Linked DNA regions of Sus scrofa: region 2 is linked to region 1. The links are chromatin contacts, called in public HiChIP or PLAC-seq maps. All regions are on one chromosome and are shown on one strand. Each heading gives the region's core, a stretch centred on a gene start, on an enhancer-like site or on the middle of the called end of the contact. The rest is flanking DNA. Distances are from core to core; before and after follow the strand shown.

The links. HiChIP or PLAC-seq counts read pairs in DNA pulled down with a chosen protein or histone mark.
Region 2: a contact with region 1 is called in an H3K27ac HiChIP or PLAC-seq map of skeletal muscle. The contact joins two enhancer-like sites. A contact is called at or near these places in 1 of 47 Hi-C or Micro-C datasets (liver) and 1 of 2 datasets of contacts at active chromatin or transcription factors (skeletal muscle).

Annotation. Positions count from the first base shown.
Region 1 is chr9:90,674,763-90,680,010 of Sscrofa11.1, forward strand. It overlaps DNAH11 (dynein heavy chain 11, axonemal), which reads left to right. Exons shown (of 81, transcript XM_021063431.1): 61 at 1,379-1,513. Among named protein-coding and RNA genes, the nearest start is that of CDCA7L, 130 kb to the right of the region's middle. Within about 2 kb of position 2,514, at least 1 of the 83 cell types and tissues checked has an H3K27ac peak or open chromatin away from gene starts, as enhancers often do. A contact at or near this core is called in skeletal muscle, where this site is marked.
Region 2 is chr9:90,865,193-90,870,566 of Sscrofa11.1, forward strand. No RefSeq gene overlaps it. Among named protein-coding and RNA genes, the nearest start is that of CDCA7L, 61 kb to the left of the region's middle. Within about 2 kb of position 4,124, at least 8 of the 83 cell types and tissues checked have an H3K27ac peak or open chromatin away from gene starts, as enhancers often do. A contact at or near this core is called in skeletal muscle, where this site is marked.

The DNA of each region.
Region 1 (5,248 bases), core at 1,264-3,763:
TAAATAAATAGGTACTATTTCACCATTATAAACTAAATAATGTTAATAACTGGGTCAATGACAAATATTGGCAGTCTCTAAATTGTAAATAGGGTATGTCCTACTAGTTTGCTTATTAAAGTTTCTTGAAATTTTGCATGTATTTACAAAAGCAATGTTATATGGTCATTAAAACTTTTAGCTAGCCAGATGCTACAATAAGGAGTCTCCCAAGCATTTGATATCTTAGTCAGGCTTTGGGGCTGTAAGTAATAGAAGCCCATTTAGAAAACCTTTAGCCAAAAAGGAAGAATGACTCATGGAACTTGAGGGGAAAAAAACGTAGGTGACTAGGTCTCAGGAGGAAAGAGATCCAGGAAGTGGGAAGCTGCCTTGAATGTGTTCAGGGCTTTGTGACTCCTCCCCTCACTTCCGTTTCATCCTTTCTTTCTCTGGGATGGTTTCTGCTGCTTTTCTGTGCCCTTGGAGGAAGATGGCCCCTTTCTACATGAAGATCTTCAAAATGTACACGTTTCCAAGTCTTGTGATGTTGGAAACAATGACATATCTCTGAGTTTTGGTCCCAGCTTTCCAAAGAAGAAAATCTGGTTGGCCAAGCCGGGTCAGGTTGCTGAGGTTTAAAGGGGATTGATCATTATCACCCCTCCTCATTGACCAAGTTATGGACCAATGAGAAATGGAAAGAGAATCAGTAGGTGGAGAACCAAAAAGATGTCCCTCGTCATTAATAAAGGCTGTCCTGGAGGATGAGGCTTAGGACCAGAGACGGGACGGTGCCCCCAGGATGTGTCTGAGTCTGCAGGGCACATCACTCACCCCGGTCTCTGCCTGCCCTCCGCCTGGTGCAGGAGGAAGACGAGAAGACCGCGAGGTGAACTGGACCCCTGTGGTGACCCCGATGGGTTTATTGTCATCACCACCCCTTCTCCTCCTTCCCTAATGCCTGTGAGGGAGTTCCCCTCATGGCACAGTGGTTAACGAACCTGACTAGGAACCATGAGGTTTCAGGTTCCATCCCTGGCCTCGTTCAGTGGGTTAAGGATCTGGCATTGCCATGAGCTGTGGTGTAGCTGTGGCATATGTTGCAGATTCAGCTCGGATCCTGTGTGGCTGTGGCTGTGGCCAGTGGCTACAGCTCCGATTAAACCCCTAGCCTGGAAACCTCCATATGCCACGGGAGCGGCCCTAGAAAAGACAAAAAGACAAAAAAACAAAAACAAAAACAAAAAACCCTAATGCATGTGAGCTAAAGGTCAAAGGCAGAGGAGGGACAGAGGTTTGTTTCATTTACCTTAGGGTAATAGGTGTTTTAAGATGGTTGTAATGGTTTCATTTTATCTAAAAAATGGCTCAGAAATTCATTTTGACTCTTACTTAGGACTTGGATCGAAACCTGAGCAGACTCACAGCTTCCTTTGAAAAAGCAATAGCCGAGAAAGTTCGGTGTCAAGAAGAGGTGAACCAAACCAACAAAACTATCAAACTAGCTAACAGGCTTGTCAAGGAACTTGAGGTGAGTTAACCTTTTCTTCCAAAATTCTAACTGAAATAGAGCCAGCTCTGTGGGACTTTGTGTGTGTGTGTCTTTTTAGGGCCACACATGTGGCATGTGGAAGCGCCCAGGCTAGGAGTCAAATTGAAGCTACAGCTGCCAGACTACGCCACAGCTCACAGCAGCAGCGATCCCCAACCCATTCAGTGAGTCCAGGGATCGAACCAGCATCCTTGTGATTGCTAGTCAGGTTCATTTCCACTGAGCAACAACAGGAATTTCAGTTGTGGGGGATTTTATCTTTATTGGTTGTTAGTAATGACTAAGCATGGAATCAACAAGAAAGGGGAATAACCTTCTTTCATACTGTTGTTCTAACTCCACAAAAGGAAGAAGCGATGGATTCTGTGTATTTTTTAGTATAGAGCCATGGACTCAGTGGTTTTCCTAAGATCTGGTATAAACTCGGGGCAGCTGTTAGATAACAGTGGTATTGAACTAGTGTCTGAATTTTTTAGTACACATTTGCAGTTGCGTTCTACCAACAGAATATTCCCTCAAGCTAAGCCTGCTTGGGTTATTAGTTTTCTTGGACACCTTTTTATAGGTGACTAACATAATCATGTTAATTTTTACTCCATTAAATAAAGATGTTTGAAATAATTCTTATTGACTTTCTGTTGGAACATGAGTAGAGAAGAACCTGTAGCCCTCGACATCAGTAAGTCACAGATCTTACTTGCTCTCGCATGTGTAATATAGTCGTAGAATGGAATTGTATTTGGCCACAAGAAGGACTGGAATGCTGATACATGCTGCAACATGGGTGAACCTCGGAATGTGGCAGGTGAAAGAACGCAAACACAAATGGCCACAGAGTGCATGATCCCATGTATGAAATTCCCAGAATTGGTACATCTGAAAAGACAGAATGTTAGATGAGTGGTTGCCAGGGGCTGGGCAGGCGGGGTGGGAGTTTGGACATGACTGCTAATGGCTATAGAGTTTCTCTACCGTGTGAGGAAAACATGCTAAAAATAGAGGGAATGATGGCACAGATCTGTGAATATATTAAAAACCACCCACTTGTGTACTTTTAAGGGTGAATTTCATGATAAATGAATTCCATCTCAATAGAAATGTTATTTTTTGGAGTTCCTTTTGTGGCTCAAAGGTTAACAAACTGACTAGGATCCATGAGGATGCAGGTTCAATCCCTGGCTTCTCTCAGTGGGTTAAGGATCTGGCATTGCCGTGAACTGTGGTGTAGGTCAAAGACACAGCTCGGACTCAGCGTTGCTGTGGCTGTGGTGTAGGCCAGAAGCTGTAGCTCCAATTAGACCCCTAGCCTGAGAACTTCCATATGCCGTGGGTGCAGCCATGAAAAAATAAAATAAAAATGTTATTTCTTATTTAAGTGGTACCTCAAAGTATAGAACTGCACTATTAGAAATGCATTTGGCTGAAGGTGATAGATTTCTGGTAGCTTCAACAAATGGGAGGTTTTTTTTTTCACATATTAAAAATTTCTATAATGCCACTTTTAGCAACATGGATGGACCCAGAAATTATCATGCTAGTAAACTAAGTCAGAAAAAGGCAAATATCATAGGAGATCACTAATACGTGGAATCTAAGAAAAAATGATACAGACCCAATTTGAAACTGAATTTATGGTTACCCAAGGGGAAATGTGGGGCAGAAGGAGTAAACCAAGAGGTTGGGATTGACATATACACACTACTATATATAAAATAGATAAGCAATAAGGACCTACTGTATTAGCTCTGGGTAATCTATTCAATAATGTGTAATAACCTATATGTGAAAAGAATCTGAAAAGAAACAGATGTGTGTATATATGTATGTGTGTGTATATATACATATATGTATGTGTGTGTATATATATAACACATAAAACTGATATACTTTGCTGTACCCCTGAAACTAATACAGCTTTCCAAGTCAACTATACTCCAATGAAATTTATTTTTTTTAAAAATTTCAGAGATAGGAGTTCCCATCATGGCGCAGTGGTTAACGAACCTGACTAGGAACCATGAGGTTGCAGGTTTGATCCCTGGCCTTCCTCAGTGGGTTAAGGATCTGGCGTTGCCGTGAGCTGTGGAGTAAGTTACAGACGTGGCTCGGATCCCGAGTTACTGTGGCTCTGGCTAGGCCGGAGGCTATGACTCCAATTCGACCCCTAGCCTGGGAACCTCCATATGCCGCAAAAGCGGCCCTACAAAAGGCAAAAAGACAAAAGACCAAAAAAAAAAAAAAATGTCAGAGATAGAAGTTCTCATCATGGCTCAGCCATTAACAAACCCAATTAGCTTCCTTAAGGACGCAGATTCCATCCCTCGCCTTGCTCAGTGGGTTAAGGATCTGGCATTGCCATGAGCTGTGGTGTAGGTTGCAGACACAGCTCGGATCGCACGTGGCTGTGGCTGTGGTATAAGCTGGCGGCTACAGCTCTAACTGGACCCCTAGCCGGGAAACCGCCATATGCCGAGAGTGTGGCCCTAAAAAGGCAAAAAAAAAAAAAAAAAAAAAAAAAAAAAAAAAAAAATCCCAGAGGTAGACCATTATCATTGTTGGTTCAGGTACATAGTGATAGGATTAGTGATCTGTGCAGCCTTCTGCTGCTCTGTACTGGCGTGTGTGGATTCACCCTCATACATTTTGCAGCCTGGTCACAGAAGGCACCACATCTTCAGATTAAGGCAAGAAAGAATAATCTGTAGCATCTGGATTTTCCTCCTTTTCTAAGAAAAACTGAAGTTTTCCTGGAAACCTTCAGACTTCCACTTAAGTTTCTTTAGGGAGAACTAGAGTGACCACATCTAAGCTGCAACGAAGTCGGGGCAAGGGGGAGACAGGGCGGTACCAATCACAATTCATCCCAGGGGACTGGACCCACCAGTCTTTTCAAAATCAGTGTTCTTGTTCCAAGAAAGGAGGGAGAAACATGTGTTAGGATGGGACGAACTGGGTATCAGCCTAATTTCTTATCAATAAAGTAGACTTTTAAAACTCTAAATTTACTACTGCCAAGGGGGCTGGGGAAGGGAGTGGGATGGACTGAGAGTTTGGGGTTAGTAGATGCAAACTCTTAGATTTAGAATGGATAAGCAATGAGGTCCTACTGTACAACACAGGGAACTATATCCAGTCTGTTGGGATAGAACATCATGGAAGATAGTATGAGAAGAAGAATATGCTGGGTCACTTTGTTGTATAGCAGAAATTGACACAACATTGTAAATCAACTACACTTTAATTCTTTTTTTAAAAAAAAGTGAAAAAAAAGGAATTTACTGCATATTTAAACCCATCACCCCCCTGAAACTTATACACAAACTCATAGTGCACCCTGAAAAATCCACTTTCTCTATTCTGTCTCAGTAATTGCAAATCTCTCCTAGTTGATTTGGCCAAAAGCTTTGGAATCACCTTGGATTTTTGCTCTCTCACACCCCTATCCAATCCATCTGTATATTGTACTGGCTCTACCTCCAAAGTCCATTGAGAACCCCAGCATCTTCATCACCATCACTTCTCCACACAGAGAAGCCACCAGCATCTCTCCCCTGGAGTACTGCCCTAGCCTCCACCACTACCCCCGAAGGCCCACTCCTCTTGGTGCAGCTGAGTGGCGTTGTTTTGTTTTGTTTTAAATTAAGGTCATTCATGTTACCACACTCTCAGAATTCCCTAGTAACTAATTTTCTGGTTCACAGTACTGCCCGAAGG
Region 2 (5,374 bases), core at 2,874-5,373, 190 kb after region 1:
TTTTATAGAACATGGAAGATAACTTTATTTTTATAAGTCTGCTGTAGGTTTATGGTTGTTTTATGTCTACTTCTTTGATGCATTGTGGCCCGTGTTAATGATTTACTTGATTCTGAGGCTGTGTTCAGAAATACAACCCTGGTCAGTATATGCTTCCTATGGGAAAATATGCAACACTTAGAAATGATTTACTTGCACAGAGTGGTTTCCAGGGGACCATTGTGGAAACAAAAAGTACTATGTCTATATGTCATTTTGGAGTTGCTGACTGAAAATTGTCACTTGCCCTTTGGTTCTACAAGGATGAAGTCACTAGACCCTGCAGTCCCTGACCTTCAATACCCCCTGAAAGAAGCTCAGGGCGGAGATCAACAAGGAGATGCTCTGGGAAAAACAGAATAAGCCTTTGGAGGAGTTCCCGTCGTGGCGCAGTGGTTAACGAATCCGACTGGGAACCATGAGGTTGCGGGTTCAATCCCTGGCCTTACTCAGTGTGTTAAGGATCTGGCGTTGCTGTGAGCTGTGGTGTAGGTTGCAGATGCAGCTCGGATCCTGGATTGCTGTGGCTGTGGAGTAGGCTGGTGGCTACAGCTCGGATTGGACCCCTAGCCTGGGAACCTCCATATGCCACGGGAATGGCCCTAGAAAAGGCAAAAAGACAAAAATAAATAAATAAGCCTTTTCCAATAAGGTTGGCTATTTTCAGGAGAAGATTTTATGAACCCAAATTCTTAGATCTTCTATAGTTCGTTTTCACATATGCTTCTCTGAGTGTTTGTGTTTGAGTGGACCCAGTGGCAGACCTTGTACCTGGAGTCTATGGTGAATAAGACACAGTCTCTGAGTTCAAGTTTCTCACAGGCCTTGTGGGGAGTCAGACCCCTAAAGGGAAATGATGGTGCATAATGGAAAGTGTTCCCAAGTCATACAGACTAAGATGCTAGGGAAGTATATTTCCTAGGAGGGGTACCAGCCAGCCTTACGGGGTAAATTGTGGTTAGGAAATACCAACAATTTCTCCTAGGAATCAATAGATGAACTAAGACCTTCCTTATCCCATCAGGTTTAAAATAGCACCAGCTAGGGAGTTCCCTGGTGGTCTAGTGGTTAGGACTCAGCACCTTCACGCGGGAGCGGGGTTCAATCTATGATCTGGAGACTGAGATCCCACATCAAGCTGCTACATACAATGGCCAAAACAAAAAACAAACAAACAAAAAAACACTAAGCTAGCACACGGTCATCACCCAATCAGCATCAGGCATGCTCTTAAGACCCATTATTTCACTTAATCCTCATGACAGTTCTCTAGAGTGGTACTATTATTCCCGTTTTGCAGTTGAGAAAACTGATGCTTTGAGAAATCAAGCAAGTCATCTAATGTCACCCAACTAGTAAGTGGTGTGCCTGGGATTTAAATCTGGCCTCTCTGACCAACATGCCCAGGCCATTAACCACTCCATCGCACTGCCTCCATCTTACACTGTTATACTGAGTTCACTTGTAAGAAACTTAAACTGTAACTTTGACTTCACCATATCTGCAGTTTGCTGTTTCACTGGTTTCAATGAGCATTATTCCACAAATAAACAATTTTTATTTAAAAATTTCTTACTCGTAACTACTACGTTAATAGGATGAACCCAGCTCATTGCCTTTTCTTAAGCTTACAAAGATGCACAGTTTCACATGCAACACAGGAGGTTGGTAAACTTGGCAAAGGATCCTTCAGTTTTCAATTGGTGAATCCAGATCCCATTTTCTATTCTAAACCCTGTTTGACAGATTTGCAGATTTTTGGCTGGAAGGCTGTACAAGGTAACATGAGGTCATGGGGAAACAGATTGGTCTAACCTTGGTCTGATTCCTTGAGAAATCTTCATGAGGAGGTGAGTTACTTAGGGCCCTTATGATGTCCTCTTTTATCAGCATGAATCAAGACCAAACAGAGGAAAACCAACCAAAAGAGGATGCTGGAATACTTAGCAAGATGTAATTGGCCGGAAGGTAGAATATGATTAGTGCAACATTTAATAACCAGTCAAGAGCTTTGGCCAAATTCTCTTACGGGGCATAGAAGTGGGCATGGTCTGGCCCCTGACTCCCTTCGTTCCATTGTTGCTTATGGACTTCCTCCTAGTCCCTTCCCCGACTTCCCCACCTCCACATCTCAAAACACCACCACCTTTTGAGGTCCAGCCCCAAGTTTCTTGCAGCTCCCCCTACACAAGCCAGGCTCCCTATGATCTCCCAGCTCTTGCACATGTATTTGCCTCTTGCATATCCTTCCCCACATGTCCTTGACCCTCTGGCTTCTTACCTTTCCTCAAGGTTAATTCCCATTCAGATACTCTCCAGAGATTCCTTTGGGTCTGCATGAAAAGATTAGGAGCTTTCTCTTTGGTCTTCCCATTGAGCCTTCTGAAAACCTTTATTCCTTTTCTGACACCATTGCTCTAATTCCTGGTTGCAAGGCTATAAACCTGTATGGTTTTCCTGACAAACCATTCCGACTGGAAGACAAGAATCGTATTTTATTCATCTTGTACTCAACTTCATTTTGAAGAGTACCTGCTATAGTTTGGGTGCTTAAAACAATTGACTGGATGGATGGATGATGATATCAACTCAAAGGAAACTCCTCAATCATGACACCACTGATTACTTTCAGAATTAAGAATAAAGAAATTTCTGACTTTAAAAGGAAAGCATTTAATTGGAAGTCTATAGTTACAGATTTTAGTCCAGTGATTTACCCCCTAGCTTAGATCAGTTGTTGTATCTCATTGATGTAGCCTAAAAATGGAACAAAAAAAAAAAATAAGGAGCATTTAAATACCATTTACAGACTTGCTAGAAGTCACCAGTCCACCTTACACAGGCAAAAACTAACAAAACTTAACAAGAAAATAAACGCCAGATACTCTCAAGATAAAAAAACGGCCACAAGCTCTGGATATGGTAAAAGAAAAATTGGATCATATCTGTGCTCCTTTCTGCTTCTGAATTCTCGTCTTCCTGATGAACAAGAGGGCAAGGCAAGGGGTTTTGAGGTTCAACCTGTGCCTTGCTGGCAAAACTCCGGAAGTGAGAAAAAAAAAAGGCACTCTCTCCCTGCTTCAGATCCTTAGCAAGGCTTCACTGAAGGCTGCGGAGGAGTGAGGGTGTCTATACCTGCTATTTCCTTCCTATCTCAACACTGTGTAACAGTACTCAGGCTGCGGAAAAAAACAGATCAGGAAGCTGTCTATTGGGCAGGCTCTGTGATAACTGCCCTCACTTCTAGTAATTTCTATTAGCATACAGAAAGCTTTGTGACTTTAAATTCTACCAGTCTCTGCTGGTGGCACCTTTACTGCTTGCCTCTGGGGAAGTGATTATTGCGAATGTACATGGTTTGATCCACAATATACAGTATCGTGTGAAGCTTGCTTTTATTGCCTTCAGCCTTTTCTTTCTTGCAATTTATTTTAATACATTTGAAATTATTATCCCAAACATTAGCCAGCTGGCCCGCTGGGGTTTCCTTTGCTGGATTCACAGTCTCTCTTTTTCTAATCCTCTCTTCATGGATAATCCACTCTAATGCTTCTTGGCTCTTGAGGGGGTTTTGCTATTACTACCTGTTGATTAGAAATTCACTTTGTCCTGTGTAGGTGGTTCTAATGGTTAGGTAATGAACACCTTATTAGAGTCAGCTGAGGTCAGAGTTATAGTCATGAGGTTTTCTTTCTTTTCCCCAGATTTCTGGATGCTTACTTATCTTTTTTTTCTTTCTTTTTTTTTTTTTTTTTTTTTTTTTTCCTCCTGAGCTGCAATTCAGTGAGCTGGTCTTTGAAAAGAGTCTCCAAGACCTCGCCTCTCAGAAAAAGAAAAAAGAGCAGGAAGAAAGGAGAAGAAAACTGTATGGTAAGACCTGAGAAAGAGAAAGGCTTTTATTTCAGCTGCACAGATGCCAGGTATATGTCACTTTTGTCTTTGCCAACCACTGGGCCTTCAGGGTCCTGGCTGCGGGCTTCCCTGCTGACAGAGGTGGAGGGTTTAGGAGGGGAGCCAGGAGGAGAGCAGGCAGCAGGCAGTGTTTTCAATCATCAGAGGCCACCCAGATGCCAAGGGTATGAAGTCAGAAGCCAGCTGGGTGTGTGGCCACGTGGTAGGAGCACCAAAGCCAAGTGTTCCAGTGGGTCCCCCAGCCCCGCTGAATCCTCTCCAAAGTTGAGCTTCTCCAGCTCCCTCTGCAGAGAACCCCAAATGAATCGTGCTTCCTAACAGCCACTTCAGGAAGAGGTGCCGGGTGTCTCATCAGATGGAGCATTTCTGTATTGAAAAATCTGTGGTCTGCATTTGTCCTAAGGGACCTGCAGTTTACAGTGGGGTAACTACTGGCTACATTTCACCTGCCCCTCCATAGAGGTTTTTAAAATTACTACTATAGGTTTCAGAACAACACTCTCTGCCCCATTCTTTTTTTTCTTTTTTCCCCCTGTCCTTTTGTCTTTTAGGGCCGCACCCACAGCATATGGAGGTTCCTAGGCTAGGGGTCTAATCAGAGCTGTTGCTGCCCGCCTACACCACAGCCACAGCAACGCCAGATCCTTAAGCCAGTGAGCAAGGCCAGGCATGGAACCCACGTCCTCATGGATGCTAGTCGGGTTCGTTAACCACTGAGCCACGACAAGAACTCCTCTCTGCCCTATTCTTGATAGCCCCACCAAAGGTGTCCTTTTAGTCTGTCTATAGCTACATTTTGGAGGTGTTGAAGCTTGTGTGAATACCTCGCCAGGGGATTCTGTTATTTATATCCAGCTAGTCTCTGAATCACACATATTGCCTGGTGCTTTGTGGGTAATTAATAAAAAGGGAGGAAGAGAAGGACAAAGAAAGGAGAGGTTTGAGAGGCAGGAGAGTAAGGGGGATTATTTGATGATGGTGGTTGCCATTCTTTTTCCCTTTTAAATTATCCCTGTGCCTATTAGCCCTTAGCACTTTGGTACACATTTTCACCATTTTATTGTGTTTTATTCCACTGTTGGATAGCTTACTGTATATGTTTCCAGTGGAAAGGCCCCCAATGAGATGAATGGAAGTAAATGGCCTGGAGAAGTTTTAATGGCTGTCCTCCAAGAGAGAAACTCAGTATGGTACCCAATTCGTTAAGATACAGTTTCTCTTCCTATAACAATGACCCAACTAAATGATAGCTTAAACAGAACAGAAGGTAATTATTTCTCATGCAATCACTGAAGTAAGAAGTTCAGGGATGAATTGTTGATTCCCTGGTATAAGGAACAGAGGGGTCCTGGATTCACTATCCTGGTGGTTGGTCATTTTTATCTCATTTCAAGTGGACCGTCTACCTGTCTACATTTAAGAA